2 separate regions of the Mus musculus genome follow, and region 2 is linked to region 1. The links are chromatin contacts, called in public Hi-C maps. All regions are on one chromosome and are shown on one strand. The core of a region is the stretch at or near the end of the contact, and the rest is flanking DNA. Distances in the headings are between cores, read along the strand shown. Region 1 overlaps Stx8 (syntaxin 8). Region 2 overlaps Stx8 (syntaxin 8).

Evidence for each region. Hi-C and Micro-C count contacts between places; a contact is called where the count stands out from the background.
Region 2: a contact with region 1 is called in a Hi-C map of double positive thymocytes, with 2.9 times the contacts expected there. The contact joins two enhancer-like sites. A contact is called at or near these places in 3 of 39 promoter capture datasets (cranial neural crest, embryonic stem cells and pre-B cells), 4 of 484 Hi-C or Micro-C datasets (the N1E-115 cell line, double positive thymocytes, nephron progenitors and 1 more) and 3 of 115 datasets of contacts at active chromatin or transcription factors (double positive thymocytes, regulatory T cell precursor and thymic regulatory T cells).

The regions. Positions count from the first base shown.
Region 1 is chr11:68,124,339-68,127,833 of GRCm38.p6, forward strand. All of the region lies in intron 7 of Stx8 (syntaxin 8), which reads left to right. Among named protein-coding and RNA genes, the nearest start is that of Mir6406, 95 kb to the right of the region's middle. Within about 2 kb of position 1,958, at least 23 of the 459 cell types and tissues checked have an H3K27ac peak or open chromatin away from gene starts, as enhancers often do. A contact at or near this core is called in double positive thymocytes, pre-pro-B cells, regulatory T cell precursor and 1 more, where this site is marked.
Region 2 is chr11:68,198,428-68,201,922 of GRCm38.p6, forward strand. The region is part of intron 7 of Stx8 (syntaxin 8); the gene reads left to right. Among named protein-coding and RNA genes, the nearest start is that of Mir6406, 21 kb to the right of the region's middle. Within about 2 kb of position 1,569, at least 77 of the 459 cell types and tissues checked have an H3K27ac peak or open chromatin away from gene starts, as enhancers often do. A contact at or near this core is called in double positive thymocytes, pre-pro-B cells, regulatory T cell precursor and 1 more, where this site is marked.

The DNA of each region.
Region 1 (3,495 bases), core at 708-3,207:
CAGAGAAACCCTGTCTCGAAACAAACAAACAAACAAACAAACAAAACAAAACAAAAAAGCCATATTTATAAACAGTTTGTAAAACAGAAAGTGCCTATAATACAATATTCTATCTGGAGGATAGGATAGTCAACTGCAGGAGCCACTTCCTCTGATCCTTGTGAACCTGAGCATTACTTGGTTAGAACAAACAGAGTAAGCTTGTTAAAGAGGTAGGTGTGTGTGTGTGTGTGTGTGTGTGTGTGTGTGTGTGTGTATGTGTGTCTGAAAGAGGCAGGGTAACTTACTGATTTTACTAGTAGCATCACTCAAAATGGATCCAATAGTTTTTCAAATTCTATTTCTAACATTTATGTCAAAGAAGCCCAGTCACATATCTGGCTTTGTTACCTGTGGGAAACCTGTCCAGCTCCTGAGGACAATAGGAAATAAGGAGTCTTTGATGAATTTCTGCTTGGAGATTTGAGGGTATCAGTCCAACTTTCCTTTTCAGAACCAACGTGTTTACTTCAAGGGTCATGACTTTCAAAAATGGTAATGTCTTATTTTACTCATATTCATGTTGAAAATTAGGAGCCCAAGTTCCCGTGTGAGCATGCTGGACACAAGCCTAGCCAGGTTTCCCTGAGCCAACAGCCCTGAAGCACTAGTAGCCCCTAGGGAACCAGTTTGGTGAGCCCTGGATTAGACCACATGAGCTAACCTGATGTAGGCAGCATTGCTCATCCCCAGACCACATCTCCATCTCTGGGGGGAGGAGCCCTTCCATGGTTTCTCTATGCTCCCCTTTCTTCTCTTCCTAGTTCCCCCTCCATTTCCTGTGTTTTCGCTGTTCTGTCTTCACCACCTCTCTTTGTCCATCAACTCGGTCAAGATTACATGTCTGGAAGGCCTCACACTTGAGCTCCATCCCACCCTCCCAGCCAACACCCATAAAACGCTACTATTCCCTGGTTTGTTTTGTCTGTCCCAGACAGCCAATTTCTCTCCCTGATGGGTTGCAGAACATGGAGCCATCTGGAAGTATACCGTAGGATATAACCACAGGAATAGTCCCCACAAGTACACCTGAAAAGCCTTCCTGTATATCTTTATGGCACACTCTGTAGCTTACTTTTGAAAACGACTGTGTGCAAGTGTGTCTGAAGGAAAGTTTTGCTATATAGCACTATCTAGTCTTAAATTTGAGATCCTCCTGCCTCATTGCCTTTTGGAGATGGGGCATCATGCCCATCTTTCCGTTTAGTTGGTGAGTTAATACCTAGTAACATAGCATAACTGTGCAGTTCAGCAAAATTAATGACCTAAAGAGCCAACTCAGTGGTATCTTATCAGAGAGAGAGGTGTGTTTTTGGTAATCCTGGCAGTGTCAAAACTGTTTTCTTTATTTTTAATTTTCAAAATTAAAACATGATTATATCAATTTCCCCCTTTCTTTTCTTCCTCAACCCTTTTCCGTGCACCTCCCCACTTGCTTGTTCTCTCTCTCTCTCTCTCTCTCAAATTCAAGGCCTCTGTTTTTTAAATTGTTGTTGCATATATATATATATATATATATATATTCATATATATATATATTCATATATATATATTCATATATATATATTCATATATATATATTCCTAAATGAGAGAGTGGGAGGGGAAAGGTAAAGTCTCCCCCATATGAGTCTCTTCCGTGAAGCGGCTGCCACGTTGAGGAGGAAGGGCAGCCATCCTGTGGTCCTCCCTGGAGGCTGTCCAGACAGAACTGCCTCCGCTGCAGATGGGCTCCTAGACCCACGCTTTACCTCCGCAGCTGCACTCTTGGGGGCTTAGCCAGCCTGCAGGGCTACCCGATAGAAACAGACAGAGAAATGCCGAACAGTTTCCTCTTCCTCTGTGCCAGCTGTCAGGGAGCCTGCAGGGGCAAGTTGCAGAATCAAGCCCCAGTGTGAGGAGCAGAGTGAAGGGCAGGTGCTGAGCAGGGAGGCCCTGGGCAACACCTGACACACAGACACCGGATGTGAGCTGGTGGGGACGCTCTGTAGAGTATTACAGAACCCCATCTGCTGGCTGGTCTTCGATATTCCTTTCTTAGTTATAGGTTCTTCACGGAGCTGTTGAACACTAGGAAAAGATGCCATGTCATATCCTAAAGGACCCAAATCATGCCAAGGACTATTAAGTTTGAGAAAACTTCAAGGAGCCGGATGGTGATGGCGCACACCTTTAATCCCAGCACTTGGAGGCAGAGGCAGGCGGATTTCTGAGTTCGAGGCCAGCCTGGTCTACAGAGTAAATTCCAGGACAGCCAGGGCTACTCAGAGAAACCCTGTCTTGAAAAACAAAAACAAAAACAAAAACAAAAAAGAAAGAGAGAGAGAGAGAAAGAAAGAAAGAAAGAAAGAAAGAAAGAAAGAACAAAAGAAAACTTCAAGATCAGACAGTCTCTAACAGAGCAAGCAGTATTGTCACCTTGAACTAATCGTAGAAATGACACCATTTCCACTGCTGCCAAATGGACCTGCCACTGAAACTTTAAATAACTGCAGATCCCAGCAAGGTACAGGTGTTGAACTTAGTGACTTACAAATAGATTGGCTTCCATACATCAGTTATTTCCTGTCTTTTTGTTTGTGGGGGAGAAAAAAAAATGTGGAAAACCATAAATAGAAAGAGCCTCCGGCCAACTCCCTGCAATTTCACAGATTGGAACATAAACCTGAAGAAATGCTCCATTGAGTAAAATTAAAAGACAAGAGAGGATATACAAAAATTAGTTGGTCAATACAAGACCCAAACAATCTTACAATAAAAAACCAGGAGTGAGGACCTTGTCCAAGGAATAATCAAGAAATGACTCAAGAACTAAGGGCGGGAGTGACCGTATATAGAGAGAGTTCATTTAGCAACTAGTTTAAGAAATAAGGTTAAGAGGTTCTTGAACCTTGTGCTGCAATGAACACCCCCAATCACAGGATCAAGAGTTTGAGTCCATGTGCCAGTGAGAAGAATCATTGGTTAAGGTGTCTACCACCAAGCCTGACAACCGCCAGGACCCACGTAGTGGAAGGAGAGAGCCAGACCCACAAGCTGTCTTCTGACCTACACATGTGCAGTGTGGCATGCACAAGTGCAAGGGTGAGGATATGCACACACACACACACACACACACACACACTAAATAAAGTATAGAAAAGATTTGAGGCTAGCCTGGGCAATATAGTGAAATCCTACAAAATAGCAGCAACAAAAAACTTGCACCCCGTAGCCTGATCAGTTCCCTACGGGCTTCCCGGGTAGGTCTAGGGGATCATCTCTTTTTTTTGGTTTTTTGAGACAGGGTTTCTCTGTGTAGCCCTGGCTGTCCTGGTACTCACTTTGTAGACCAGGCTGGCCTTGAACTCAGAAATCTGCCTGCCTCTGCCTCCAGAGTGCTGGGATTAAAGGCGTGCGCCACCACACCCGGCAGATCATCTCTTATCAAAGGATCTGATACCAGCATCTCAGCAGA
Region 2 (3,495 bases), core at 319-2,818, 74 kb after region 1:
CATATAGACTGAGGGTGGGCTGAGGGGATAGCTCAGCTGATAAAACCTTGCAACCAGCCTAGTGGATCTGATAAGTCCCATGCCTGTGAGAAACCCTGTCTCGAGAAATAAAGGTGGATACCTCCTGTGGAATGACATCTAAAGTTGTCCTCTGACCTGCACACATGTACATATATGCATATAAACATGCATACATGCTGAAGATGGAGAAGGATGCCGCCCCACCTCAGCCGAGAAAGAGAAAGAAAAGCTCGGAGTGATGGTTTGCATGTCAGACAAGAACAAAACCAAACTCATGGGAGGCTCTTCTTGCCTTTTGCCTGGTGTTTTAATGAAAACTTTACTAAAGGCAATTAACACGTACACCCGTGAGGTAAAGTACCCTCAGGAAGGATGAGACCAGGGGCGGGAAGTGCTGTCCTGCCCACCAGTGTCTGGCTGTCTGGCCTGCTGAGCTGTGAGGTCGCTTGGTGGAAAGCTGTGATGTCCACACCACGAGCAGGCAAGTAGCATCGACTGCGTCAGAGTAGGCTGCATTTTCCAGCTGTCAATTAATTCAAACGAGCAAAAAGCAAACACATTCATCTTCGCCCACGGTCCTCTTCTTTCTTGGCTTATTTACCTAGTACTGGGATTCAAGGGGACATTTACATGAACTTTTGAAAATAAATATCCCAGTTCTGTCTTTTGTCCTGCTCAATCCCCACCTTTGGCTCCAGAGCCTGCTGCAAAACTAAAATAAAATATTTCTAAAATCTATGTTTGATCTGCAAGAACCAACTGGCTGATGCTTAAGCAAATGTCACCTTTGACAGCACAACTGTGAGAGGAAACTCATCCGCCGCAGGCGTTAGTCACACGTGTCTCATCCTCACAGGTGGTGGCTGCGTGGGGCTGGCCTGGTGGCCACGACTCTGCACAGTGTGACACACAAGGCAAGCGATGAGAACGTGCATTTTGGTTCAAAACAAGTAGCAGGGAGTCAGGATGGCTTGTCTTATGACAAACCCTGCATATAAAGAACTTCTGGACAAGGATGCCCTTGTGAAAATGGCTACCATTCCCTAGAAAAGCTGGCCTCCAAATTTTCCTTTTTTTTTCCCCCACCTAGCCAGTGAACAGTGAGGGCGGTTACCTGCTCTCTGCTGCAGTGGGGGTGTTGGCAGCACATGCTGTCACTCAGTGGTTTCCAGTGTTTCACTGGGGGGGGGGGGGGGAGCATGGGCCATTAATCCAGATGAACAATCTTCAGAAAACACGTCCCTGTTCCAAAGCCACAGTGTTAATTAATGTCCCTTCCTAATCTGAAAGGGAGTTTGTTTTCTTACATCTCTTTAAGTTGCCATATGCTAGACTTGTAAATATCCCAAGTGTTGGATACTCATCTGGTAAACTGACCAAAGGAAACGGACATTTCCCCGACCCTTGTAACCTGACCCTTGGCACCTCGTGCCTGCCCCTCAAAGGGACGCTTGAGTCTTGGGAGCAAACATCTGCCTGGCCAGGTGCCGGCAGTGCCATGGCAGGAGCTGAGTGAAATGCAGAGGAAGTGACCCAAAGCCGAGCCTTGCAGGTGTTCTGAGCTAGGGCTGGGCCCAGAGCGCTCATTGTTTAGAAGCTGGCAGGCTCCCAGGAGTTCAACTGTCAGTTTCATTCTGAAATGTCAAACATTTCCTTAGCTGGGGATGGATGGCGAGAGCCCCGGAGGCTGCAGCCCTGTTAGGAGGAAAAAGAAAACACCCCAATTTCTGTCTTTGAGAGTTGATTCAGTATGCATGGCTCAGGTTGTTTCAGGGGCCATTCTGCAAACTTAGACCCACTGTCCATGTCAGAAAGATGAGGGCTCAAGCCTGCCATGGTTATATGACAGTGACTGACTTCTGTCAGTGACTCTTACTGTAAGCCTTCGGGTGATATACACCAGAGACCCATTTCTGGCCACAGGGGCAAGTGAAGGTGCACATGGAAGCAGACTGGCCAAGAACCAGTTCAGTTCATGACAGTAAGTGTTCCTGGCTGCTTTTACTTTGTGTGTGTGTGTGCCTGGTATTTCCACCATAAAAAGTAGAGGCACAAAGAGAAGGAGATAAAGAAAAGGAATTGTATCTTAGTTTTTCAGCCCCAAAGGGTCTGGCCCTTTATCCCTGGTGAACCCTGTCTTCTGTTGGTTGTCAGGAGCCCTGGGTGGGCCCCCATGGTTTAGGAAGGGGTTAAAAGCACAGGTGAGAGCAGAGCTAGCTGGCTCCCCATGCAGCCCTCCAGAACCTCTGCTTCCTTGTATACGGAACAGAGAGTGGCCAATTACGGATCAGTGAGCCAGGTAATACACCTCTTGTCCTGAGCCCCGGACCTTGTTACTAGCTTTGACCTCAAACTGGGCTGAGCTTTAGTGCCTTTGAAAGGATCCATACTTCCAGGACATTTCCAGAAGGGTGCCGAAGCTGTCATCACAGATCAAACACTGTTGCTGTGATCAGGCCACTAAGTCAGGTCTTCGTGGCCCAAAGGATCCCGAAGCCACAGCTGGCTTTTACTTACCGCTTTCTTCTCCCCTACAAATGACTTCCTCAGTGCACCCAGCACTAAGTTTACTTAACACTGTTGAAAATGACCTCTCAATGGACTTGTGTTTGCCTGAAAGCATTTAAAATATAAAAGTCTTATTTGTTTTTGCTGTTGAAGTTCCCTTTTTGTCTTTGGATAAGCCCCTACTTTATAGCATGCAATCAACTTACTGTCTAAGGTGTCAAGAGGGAAGTATGCATCCCTTCGGGGATGTGTGTGTGTGTGTGTGTGTGTGTGTGTCCCAACATGCTGCTACTGAAGTGCCATGTGTCTGACACAGTTTCTGTGGTAGACACATTATCACCTTTAAAGGCAACACTGTATTTCTTTCTCATAGGCCCCACCCCTTCAGCTGAAACTTCCTGTCCTCTTTGAACTTCTAGAACCTAAGACACTTGGCTCCATGTACCTGTGATATTTGTTGGTTGATTTGGACCATTTTTGAATTTCCTACTTGACATATTTTCCCAGTTTCTTCCTCTCTACTCAGTACTCTTCCTGTCTCTTCTTGCCCTTCCAGATATTCAGTGTGCTTCTTCATGTGTTACATCTGTATGGCGTCTCTGTGTGCAGGCTCTGCATTAGGTCCGAGATACAGTAGCAAATGGGAAGGCACCGTTCCTTCTGTGGACACAGACCTTCCAGGGGAGGGGACACGTGAGAGCTAGCCCCTCAACAGTCACGTTGCTAAGTCCTACCTGGAGATGTGAAGCTATAGAAAGCACCAGTGACCGCAAGTCACCAAGGAGGTCTCCGGGAAGTGACCCGAGAGAGAACCACCAGGCAGAAAGTTCAGTGTGTGCAAAAGCAGAGGTGTGCCATGTTGGAGAAGTGACGGAAGCCAGGTGGCTAGAGCTCAGAGGGTCTGCAGGACAGTGAGTCAGATTGTGCCAGGCCTTGTAGGCTACAGGAGAGTCTGGACCTCAGTTG